Regions from separate parts of the Mus musculus genome. Here region 1 is linked to region 2. A link is a contact called in public Hi-C data. All regions are on one chromosome and are shown on one strand. Each heading gives the region's core, a stretch centred on a gene start, on an enhancer-like site or on the middle of the called end of the contact. The rest is flanking DNA. Distances are from core to core; before and after follow the strand shown.

What was found. Hi-C and Micro-C count contacts between places; a contact is called where the count stands out from the background.
Region 1: a contact with region 2 is called in a Hi-C map of liver, with 2.3 times the contacts expected there. The contact joins the promoter of Sel1l here to the enhancer-like site in region 2. A contact is called at or near these places in 1 of 484 Hi-C or Micro-C datasets (liver) and 2 of 9 other capture datasets (adipose tissue and liver).

The regions. Positions count from the first base shown.
Region 1 is chr12:91,846,540-91,851,519 of GRCm38.p6, reverse strand. Sel1l (sel-1 suppressor of lin-12-like (C. elegans)) reads left to right here and starts at 2,363. Exons shown (of 21, transcript NM_001039089.1): 1 at 2,363-2,561. The coding sequence starts at 2,489.
Region 2 is chr12:91,693,003-91,698,409 of GRCm38.p6, reverse strand. All of the region lies in intron 4 of Ston2 (stonin 2), which reads left to right. Among named protein-coding and RNA genes, the nearest start is that of Gm16876, 14 kb to the right of the region's middle. Within about 2 kb of position 2,014, at least 24 of the 459 cell types and tissues checked have an H3K27ac peak or open chromatin away from gene starts, as enhancers often do. A contact at or near this core is called in liver, where this site is marked.

The DNA of each region.
Region 1 (4,980 bases), core at 1,114-3,613, 150 kb before region 2:
CAGCTCTACTATGCTGCCCAGATAAAGGGCAGGACCCACTTTTCCAAGTGTTGCAGCTGATGAGGGACAGGGCCAGTTCTCCCACTCTCGTGACTCCAGAGCCAGCTCTTCCAACTGCCATAGTTATCAATGGATGAGGGGGGAGGAAGCCATTTCTCCCTCATCCACACCACCACACAGGAGACAACAGTAAGAGCCAGCTCTCCCATGCTCTCACCCTCAGTCTGGCTCACCCAAAATCTTTATTGGAGACACATAGAGATATATAGTTATATATCTATATCTATATCTATCTATATACACATATACAGATATAGATATATCCAGATTGTTAGTAAAGAAACAGCCAACATGACCACTCCATGATAAGGTTAAGGTTTTAGTTGTTTATATAAGCAGGAAAACAGCCAGATGCATCTAGAAGAGTCCAGAACAGAAAGGGAAGCAGGCTGTGTATGGCCTGGCCTAGGAAAGCAGGACAGAGGAAGAGAATCTTGGAGACAGCAAGAGATGGCAGACGGGGAGAATAATAAGGGTTGGGGTGCCTGCAGGAAGAGTAGAGAATAGTGAGCTATAAGGAGGGTGAGTAGCTTCTGGGAGGGAAGGGCCAAGAGACCAATGAGAGAGCTTTGGAATGTACAACAAGTACTTGTGAGCAGAGACTGAGAGCGCCTAGAGGCTGGCATAGGCTTTCCTATACAGCCACAGGTCCAGGTCAATGGAGAGCCGTATGTCACTTCTGCCAGAGGTATGAGAAATGATTCCTTTTGGCAGATGGAAAGCAATTTCACAAGTTTCTGAAGAATGCTGGCTTTTATCAACCCACCAGAAGTCCTCCTGTGGTCCAGCTGGAGCTCATTTCTGAATATTCAGACACCCTGAGATCTAATATTGAGGACCTTAGCTCCATCCTTCAGAACCCAGGTTTTTTAAAAGCAAGCACAGCAGCATGGGCCTGGAATCCCATTACTGTGGCAGAGCAGACATGAGAATCCTTGGGACATCCTAGTTAAACCAGGGTTTGGCTAGATGAATCAACAAGGCCCATGTTGAGACCTTGTCTCAAAAAATAAGGTGGAGAAGGTAGAGATCAATTGAGAACGAACCCTGACATTAACCTCCATCCTATACACCTTTATGCGCATGGTGCACGCACACACACACACTGAGGGGGTGTTGGGGGGCATGGGGGAAACTGTTCCCCATGCCCTCTGATGCAAACGTACAGCAGCTAATTTTTTAACATCTTCCTAAAAATAATGACTGCCAAAAAAGATAGAAAACAAGTGTTCAGAGAAGTCAAGACACTGAGACAGGAAAGACTTTCCCCCCTAACCCCCTGCTGAGTTCTGTATGCAGTGCTGGAAAATAAATCTTAGAAGGATTCAATTTGATTAAGAAGACTGAAAAGCATCAAGATGCTGCCCTGCCACTCAAAGGGATTGTGCGTGCATCGGTACTTACTACATAACTATTGCAATCCCTGAAGTGCCTTGGCTCTCACCTCTGTGGCCACACAAACCATCTAATCCCTTTTCTGGTCAAGGAAAAAGAGAGCATTGCAATATTTCACTAGAGAAGAATGAGGACCAGTGTTTGAAGGGTTTGGGAGAGCTGTTAGAACATTTATTGAGTGGCTAATATATATGGAAGCCTTAGTGAAAACAATCACAGGAGCTGAACTAATCTCCACTGGTAGGAATTTCTTCCCTTTTGTTTTATTAGGGAAATGACAAGCGGCATTGTCTTGTACTGCTGGCTCTGTAAACTTCACGTATTGCTTCACCTAAGCTTTTTTTTTTTAAGACTTAAGTATTTTTTTTAACTAAATATTTAAAATTTTCAGTTCAGGTATAGCTTATTTCTCAGCGTTCATATCATGTCCAGTTCAAGTTCTCAAAATAATTAAAAAGAAATACTTAGCAACCTTGCAAGTTCTTAACCGTTTGATATCTGTTCCTTGATAATTATTCTGGTTCAAACGCAAGAGTCCAGTGAATCATTTTCTTGAAACTCCTTATGCCCTCAGCCACCTGCGGCTTCTAACCTGACTTTATGCTAAACTGCATCTCCCAAGAGCATCGGCCGAGAAAAATCTAGTGCGGTGCATGGTGGGAGTTGTAGTCCTGGATGAGGGTTCCCCCGCCTTCGAGCCGCTGATTCAGGCGCTACCAATTAGCTGGGGCCATGTCGGTGAGGCCGTGGTCCAACCGGGAAAGCTGGTATGACAACTGTACACAATGATTGGCTAAAAGATGACATAGGGGGCGTGACTATGTGTGGGGTGGGGCGATCACGGCCATTGGCCAAGGAGGACGGAGCGGCGGGCGCGGATTGGCTGCGCTCTGGGCCAGGGAGGCCTGGGAAGGGGCGAAGAAGGAACCTGAGCAGGAAGAGCGGCTGCGAGGCGGCGGCACAGAGGCAGCGGCTGAGTTGGTCGCGGCGACGGCGACGGCGACGGCGAGGGCTCTCGACCTTCGAGAGCAGGATGCAGGTCCGCGTCAGGCTGTCGTTGCTGCTGCTCTGCGCGGTGCTCCTGGGCTCGGCAGCCGCGACCTCGGGTCAGTATCGAGCCTCGGGCAGCAGGCCCCGAGCCACCGCCCCCCGACCGCGGTGGAGACAGGGCCACGGGGCTCAGCGGTCTCGGGCACTGCTCGCCCTGACTGTCACTCGCTCTTGCCTTGGGCATCGGTTAGCCTGGGCCGAAGAGGGTGCTTAGGAAACTGGACATAAGGAAGGGCTGGTCACCCTGCCCACACCTCTCCCACGCAGCAAACTTTAGGTGACTTCTGACGAATTAGGAATTGCCCAATTAGGAGGGGATTCCTGACGGCTGGCTTAGACCCTCAGAGATTCCTCTACCTTCACGTAGGTGATGTGTGCACAGGCTCTGGGACACGCTGGGGTTTGCAGTTGACATACCTGGAGCTGTCACTTTTGTGCAGAGCAGGGTTCATCCGGACTAGGATGTTGACAGTGGAGGAATTGCTCAACACCTGATCTGTTAGTCTGGTTTTTAAAAGAAAAAACTCTGATATAATTGTAGTCACTTGTCCCCCGCGTCCTGGGAAAAATGTGACCTCTGCCACGGTGTCCATGGTCTTTGAGTTTGTAGATAGTCATTTTATTTATGGGTTTTGAGACAGACTTAGTTCTTTCAAAATTAATAGAAAATAATGTTGCCCTTTTCTGTAGGTACAAAAAGCCGTGTGCTTTTAAATTGATTTTTCGACTAGCTGACTTACATTACCTCTTTGCAAAGGATTTTCTTTTTTAATGTTTTGATCTGCCTATATCAGAAAACTTACTGTCTTAGAAATGTTTCTCTTAAACGTACTTAGGATGTTTTAGAGTGAATAAACATTGACTCCTGGAAGACTTTGAGATTTTTAATCAGTTTCGCTTAACAAGACAGCTGTTGGGTGGCTTTATACTTTTTTCTGGAACACTGCAAAATGTAAATGTCATCTTTAAAAAAAAACAAAAAAAAACCCGAATTTCCCCAGATGGTTATTTGAATCCCCAGATCCTCCGTTCTAGTTGTAAATGAAAGCCATAATGTCATCCTACTTCTAAAATCGAGTTAGACCAAAATGCTGTCTCCGGTGTGTTTGGAGACACCCTTTCAAATGTGGCAAGCATATGGTAACCACTTTACTGCCAGCATTATGCTTGAGGTTGATCCTGCTTCATTTGAAATGACAGTTTGTGTTGAAGAGCAGTTCTTTAAAGACTACAATACTTGACTCTGGCAGAAATTCTAGCGGGTATTGTTCAAAAGAAGTATGCCGTGGAAGCTGCCCTTGCCTTGGGTAAAGTACCTGATGGGCTGAGTTCCTCTTGGGGTTTTGCTAAGTTTTAGATCTAGAATATACCACATACCCATACATGAACGAGCTCTGTGACTCTTCACACTGAAGCGCGAAGATTCCAGTAATCAAATAGCATAACTTACATCCCTCTGAAATTCCCATCTGCAGAGTTTAAAGGCTGTTCGAACACAACAGTTTTTCCTGCCTCGTCCGTCAGCTCTGTTGCATGTACTTTGAGCTCTGGACAGTAGAGACGCTCTCCGGTTGGTTCTAAGTCTCTTAGCTATTCTACAATACTTAGCACTCAAGTGTTAAATATTAGGGTTGTATGAGTATAAGTGGAGTGCAGAGTTTTAAGAAATGTCTACTCAGAGTTCTGTCACAGCGACAGCCATGCCAAAGCATTTCTCTGGTAGAGGCATAAACTTAGCCCAAGCTACAGTTACAAAACTGCAGGATGTGAGAGAGCGAAGGCCAGTGCCCCTGCTCATGCAAAGCTCCACATTATCAGATTCAGGCCTCCTCTGGGTTAAACTCTTCTATACCTGCGTGGACTTTTTATTTCCATTTCTTATTTCCTAAACAGTATAATAACTGGTTAACACTTAGCTTCTAAGAAGGGATGGACGGTGTCTGCAAATAGTGTCCTACTTTATATAAGGGACTTTGCAGTGCTTGGGTTTGGGCACCCTAGGGTTAGGACATGATGGGGTGTCCCGGGACCTGGCATTTCTATGTATCAAACACTAGCTTTTCTCGACTTACATCTGATAAAGAGCTTTATAAATTAAAGGCTTGGATTTTTCAGCTCTCCATGGCATGCATTCAGTTGCTTATTTTTAACCTCGTTTTTGAAATTTAGATTTAAAGGTTTGCTCTTAATAAAAGTTACATTTTGTTGTAATTTTGTGTTTAATATTAAATCTTATCCAAGGCAGGTTGAACTTACAACCACGTCAGTGACGTCACTGTTGTTAAACATCATCTAATATGTTGGCTTAGCAACATGTAAAAGCATGATACCTGGATTAAAGTTGCTTTCTTTTTCTTGTAAATGAATAAATTGAGAGGACACACACACACACACACACACACACACATTTCTCCATACTTTTCTCAAGGTAACAGTGAAAAGGTGTTCATGTTTCTCACCTAGAAACACGGGCCT
Region 2 (5,407 bases), core at 765-3,264:
TTCCAGAGCCCTCTCTGCGGACAGCATCACGCTCTTCCAGGACCCATGGACCCAAATGTAGACCACTGTGCCAGTGTCACCCTTAGACTTTGAAGGCCGGAGCCACATCATGGACTCTTGTGTGATAAAAGCTTTCTGGAGAAGGCAACAACACTCATCTACTTACCGCAGATAGGGAGCCCATGACAGATCAAAGTACAGATACCATCAAACTGTAGCCTAGGAAAACCAATGAGTTTTACCGAGGTTGCACTATGGGTGAGGGGTTACTTACGGGAGCAGAAATGACCGAAGCCTACCCTAGCTTGGGTAACAGCTTATAAAGCTGGGAACCTGGAGCACATGCCACAGCTTGTAGGCAGCTCAACATGTTGGCAAGTGTCTTTTCCAGGCATCTTGGTTGGGTTGCACCTCTTCCAGGCAGCTCCGCTAGTTTCTGCTTCTTCTACACATAGGGTCTGGTCTCAAGAGTCTTTGTGGCTTTTCTCCTCTGAGTCTTCTCTGCAACTCAGCCTGCCTCATCTTAGCCTGGCTCTCAGCTTTTATTGTCTACTCTTAACAAGGAGGGGGCCTACTGAATCTGCTCAGTTTCAGGGACCTCCTGAAGGCTTTTTTGAGTGGTTTACCAAGCAGGATCTTCTCTGCAGGATGGAATGTTTCAGTCTCAGAGGAAACGGTTATACAAGAGAGGTGTAGATGTGGACCACATACAAGCAAATATGATCTTTGGTGTATAGGACTTGGTGAGTTCCAGGCCAGTGAGAGAAATTGTCTAAAAAAATAATAAATAATGTTGACAGCTCCTGAGGCCTCCATACTCATGCACACACGTGCACATGTATTGGCACACATCTGAACATACATGAACATGCATATACAAAAAAGGAAAAGGATGGTGTCTTGGCTTTACCTAATGTTATATAAGATGGTAGCAGAATTTTTTGGCATAGTGTACACAATCGTATTGCCCAGAAGAGTCTAGAAGACATCCTAAGGGCTCTCCAGAGCTCTGGGAGTCAGCAGGTGGTCCCCAACCCCCATCTAGCTGCTGTCGTGCTGAACCCCAATTGCAAGAGCCCACATTCACTCTGAGGCCCCATTTCTGTCAGTGAGGGCTTAGATCAGTGAAGTTTGATTTTTCCCCCCAAGAATAGGACTAAGGACCAGAATATTTTGAAGGGGGGGGGGAGAACCTGAGATAAGAATAGTAGTTTATAGTATTTTTTATTTTCCAAATATCTATACGTTTATTTTGAGTATGTCTATAGTTCTCACCTTGTGTTAGAAGGAATAGTTGTCAGGTCCCAACTGTGGTGACCATGTTAAAGGGAGGAAGCTACTGAGACCCGACTTTTCTGAAATGGGTACAGCCTTCACAGTGTCAAACCATGAACTTGGCTTAGGGGCCCAGGCCAGAGCTCACCAGTGCAGTTATGATCAGCACTGTGTATTGTGAGAAACACTGTCATTTTTATAAAGTTTGGAAGCCAGGCAGGAGAGGCAGGCTGATCTCTGAGCTTGGGGGAGGGGAAGGGAGCTTTTCAGTGCATGCTTTTATTCATTCTTTGTATAGCCTGTGAGAAAAGCAGAAAAGTCTCTCCTTTAAAACAAGGAAGCAACTGAGACATAATAAATTTCAGTGATTGGTATTCTGTTCTACCAAATTAATATTGCTATCAGGAATATTTTATCAATTGATACATCAGTATGTATCATTCACTAATGATGAACTTGTAATGTACCATAGATTATGTATTTATATTTGATAGGATTTCCCACTGCTTTCACATGTGCCCATGCCTGCTGTAGAACCTGGTTCATGTATACAGGCCTCCAGAACCCTCTATGCAGACCGTCCCGGGCCTCTACCAGGACCTGTTTACCTAAGTATGAACCACACTGCTGTGTGTCACCTTTAGACTTTGGACTCTAGGGACTCTGAACATGTGGGTGGGACCCTGATACCAGCAAATGGGGCTTTCCCCATGAGGACTCAATATAGTCCACAGGGCCATCGATGCCGGCTAGAGCCAGGGCCAAGCTCCAGAGTGCAGGGAGTTTCTCTGGCCATTCCTGCAGCCAGTGGTGGCTGGAAAGTGGATGCAGAGGCTCTGCCAGCCAGAACTCTTAGCCACTTCTACTACTAGAAAACCTTAAAGGTAGGGTGCAACTCTGTGCCCAAAAAGAAACGACAGGTTTTCATGAGATATCTGATGGACTCAGATATTATTGAAATTTGTATTATACATCTCCCTTTATTGAAGTGATTTTTCTAAGAACTTTGACTATTGTCTTTGCCCAGCTCAAAATGCACTCTGATGTGGTTTGACACATGAGCACCCATGAAGTCATCTTCATAATCAGAATAATGAGCACCTCCCCACACACACACACACAGTGGGGCCAACACCAGCTATCAGCCTTTCTGCTTTCTTTGTCCACAGCCCCTTCCCCAGACAGCCATTACTCTGCTCGCTGTCACTATGAATTCACGGTGTCTGAGTCTTATATGAGTGGACTCGTAAGATAGCCTCTCCATTGTTCCTGGTTCCTTCACGTGACATAATTCTTTTGAGCACAATAAATGTTGTTCTAATCCTTTCTATGAGTGAGTAATGGTCTACCATTTGCTTGTAGTATTTCATTATATTGAAAGAGAAAAACAAAGCTGAGATTCTTTAAATGATTTTTTGAGACTTTAATACAGATATTTAATTTCCCCTTCCTTTTCTCCCCCAAAAGCCTCTCATGTGTCCCCCCCCCCCCCGCCTGCTTTCAGATTCCTGGCCCGTTTTTGTTGTTGTTACATGCATACATACATACATATTATATTCATACATACATATATACATTCATACATACTCCTAAATACATAAATTCAACCTGCTCAGTCCATACAGTGTTACTTGTATGCGATATGTTTTCAGGCTGATCATTTGACATTGGGTAACCAATGGCCGAGTACTTCCCTAGAAAAAACTATTTCTCCCTGGACTCAGTATTCCTTAGTTGCCTGCAGTTCTTTATCTAACGCTGAGGCTTGGTGAGCTTTCCTCTATACACATTAGCACATCTATTGCTGTCTTCCTTGGATACACAGATACGTTTGTGATGCTTGAAGACCAAAGTCATTACTCCTTGTTATTTTGCCTCTTAGTTTATGAAGGCTAAAAATAAAATCCTCACCACTGGAAAGGCTGAGCAACCCTGACCATCTGGAATATAACCAGTTACAAGAAAAGGACTAAGCCAGGTGTGGTCATACATACCTTTAGTCCCAGCACTTAGGAAGCAGAAGCAGGGAGATCTCTGTAAATTTGAGTCCAGTCTGGTCTACAGAGTAAGTCTCAGGCCAGTCACGGTTATAGTGAGACTAGTCTATTAAAAAACAAGACAAAACAAAACACCCATAAAATGACTAGGATGGGCTGTGCTTTTTTGACTTTGAACTTCAGACTAGGTAAACAGTTAGTCAAGTGCTTGCTCCCTGGCCTCGTATCCCAGGGACTTGGAAATCTAAAACAAATAAAGCAGGTCACCCCAGGGTCTTACCAGGATGTTCAAGAGATCTACGCTGTCGTTTGCTGGGTTACCAGGCTAACCCAGGACAGCACACCTCTATGTCCCACCTGAGCTCATAAATCTTCCATGGTTTCCTGTACCTAACCTTTGACCGCTTTAACCTGGCGGCTGTAATTTACTCTGGGATGTAACTTTCCCTAGGGGGTGGTAACTATTGTTTAAATTCAATAAAACAAAGTACCTATTATTGATTGCCAAGTAGATAGTCTATATTAAAAAATTATGGTTTGTTTACAAGTTCAAACAATAGGATATTTTAAACTGACTATCACTGTGTAGCTCAGGTTGGCCTGGAAAAATGAAATCAAACTGTGTAACTCAGACTGACCTCAAACTTGTGGCCATCACCCTGTCTCAGCGTTCCAAGTGTTGGGTTACTAGGCATGAACCACTATGCTCGGCTCAGATTTCCTTCCTTTCTTCACCCTCTCTTTCTTTCCCTTTCCATGTTTCCCGCCTGACTTCCAGTTTTCAGATTTAATAAAAATGCCTATCAAAATTCCAAGTGGGCTAATAAGAATAAACAGTTTTCAAAAAAAGAAATAGACATGGCCAATAACTACTTTGAAAAGTATCCAGCATTCCTAGTTTTAAAGGGAGTGCAAATTAAAGTCACTTTGACATACAACTTACCACAGTGAGAACAGTTATCATCAGGAGATCTAACAAAACAAAAATGCTGGAGAGGGTGCGAGGCAGTGGCTCTGTAACAGGCGTGATGGCAGCACCCTTGCTTGCTTGTTCTCCTCTTCATGATGGTGATGAAGTCTCGGTGTTGAGGGGTGGCCAGCGCTTGCTGACCTTTTTCACAGGTAGGTGACTTAGCAGCTCGCTTCAGTGCACAGAAGTCTTCATTAGGCCACAGACGCTACCCTAGCTACAGTAACCGCTGAGCAAAGGCTGTTTCAGATAGGTCAGCCTTCCCACCATGCCTGAGTCCTGAAAAGACGAAAGCTGCTCAGCTGCCCAAAGAGCATTCTCATCAGGTTGTATCTGTGCAACAGGTTGGGCAGCTCCTGCCCGCCTGCCTTTCGGGGAAAGCAGCCTAGCCTGTTGGTACTTGTGCAGCTTTGAAGAGCCGGCCACAGACCCTGCTGATGTAAGGCAGATTCGAGCTGATTCATGTTCTCCCATCTGGGAGATCTACCCACACCCCATCCTTTACTTTGGATTTGAGTTCTCTGGCTATCCTGTTTCCCAGAGCTGTTGTAAGAAATTAACACAAACTAGGCATTTTAACACAGTACAGATTTATTCTTTTACAGTTCTAGAGACCAGAAATCCGAACCCAACATGGTTTTAGTGACTTCCGGCCATCCTCAGCACACTTTGGCTTGTTTTACGCTGCCTTCTTGCGCATATAGCATTGTGTTTCTTACAAGGAAAACACTGATTAGATTCAGGGGGCCCACCTAAATCCATCCTGACTCAAGATGAGTCACCTCTGCAGAGTCCACATTTCCAATTAACGTCCTGGAGGGCTAAGACAGTAGAGCCTGTTGATTAAAGAATACAGGTCAATCTACTGTAGAAGGTGTGCTAGTCAGCTTTGTGTTACTATAGTGAAATACCTGAGATTATCCATTTATAAAGAGGCAATATTTACCTTTGCTCGGTTTTAGAAGTTCTTGTTTGTATTAGTGACTTTTTGTTGCTGTGATAAAATATCATGACCGATGGCAAACTCAAGGGGAAAATGTTTATTTTGGCTTACATTTTGAGAGAGAGAAATCCCTGCTAGGGGAATTATGACAACAGGTGGCAGGAACAAAAAGCTGAGAAGTCACACCTCAGTCACACAAAGGAAGCAGAGAGAGAGAACTGG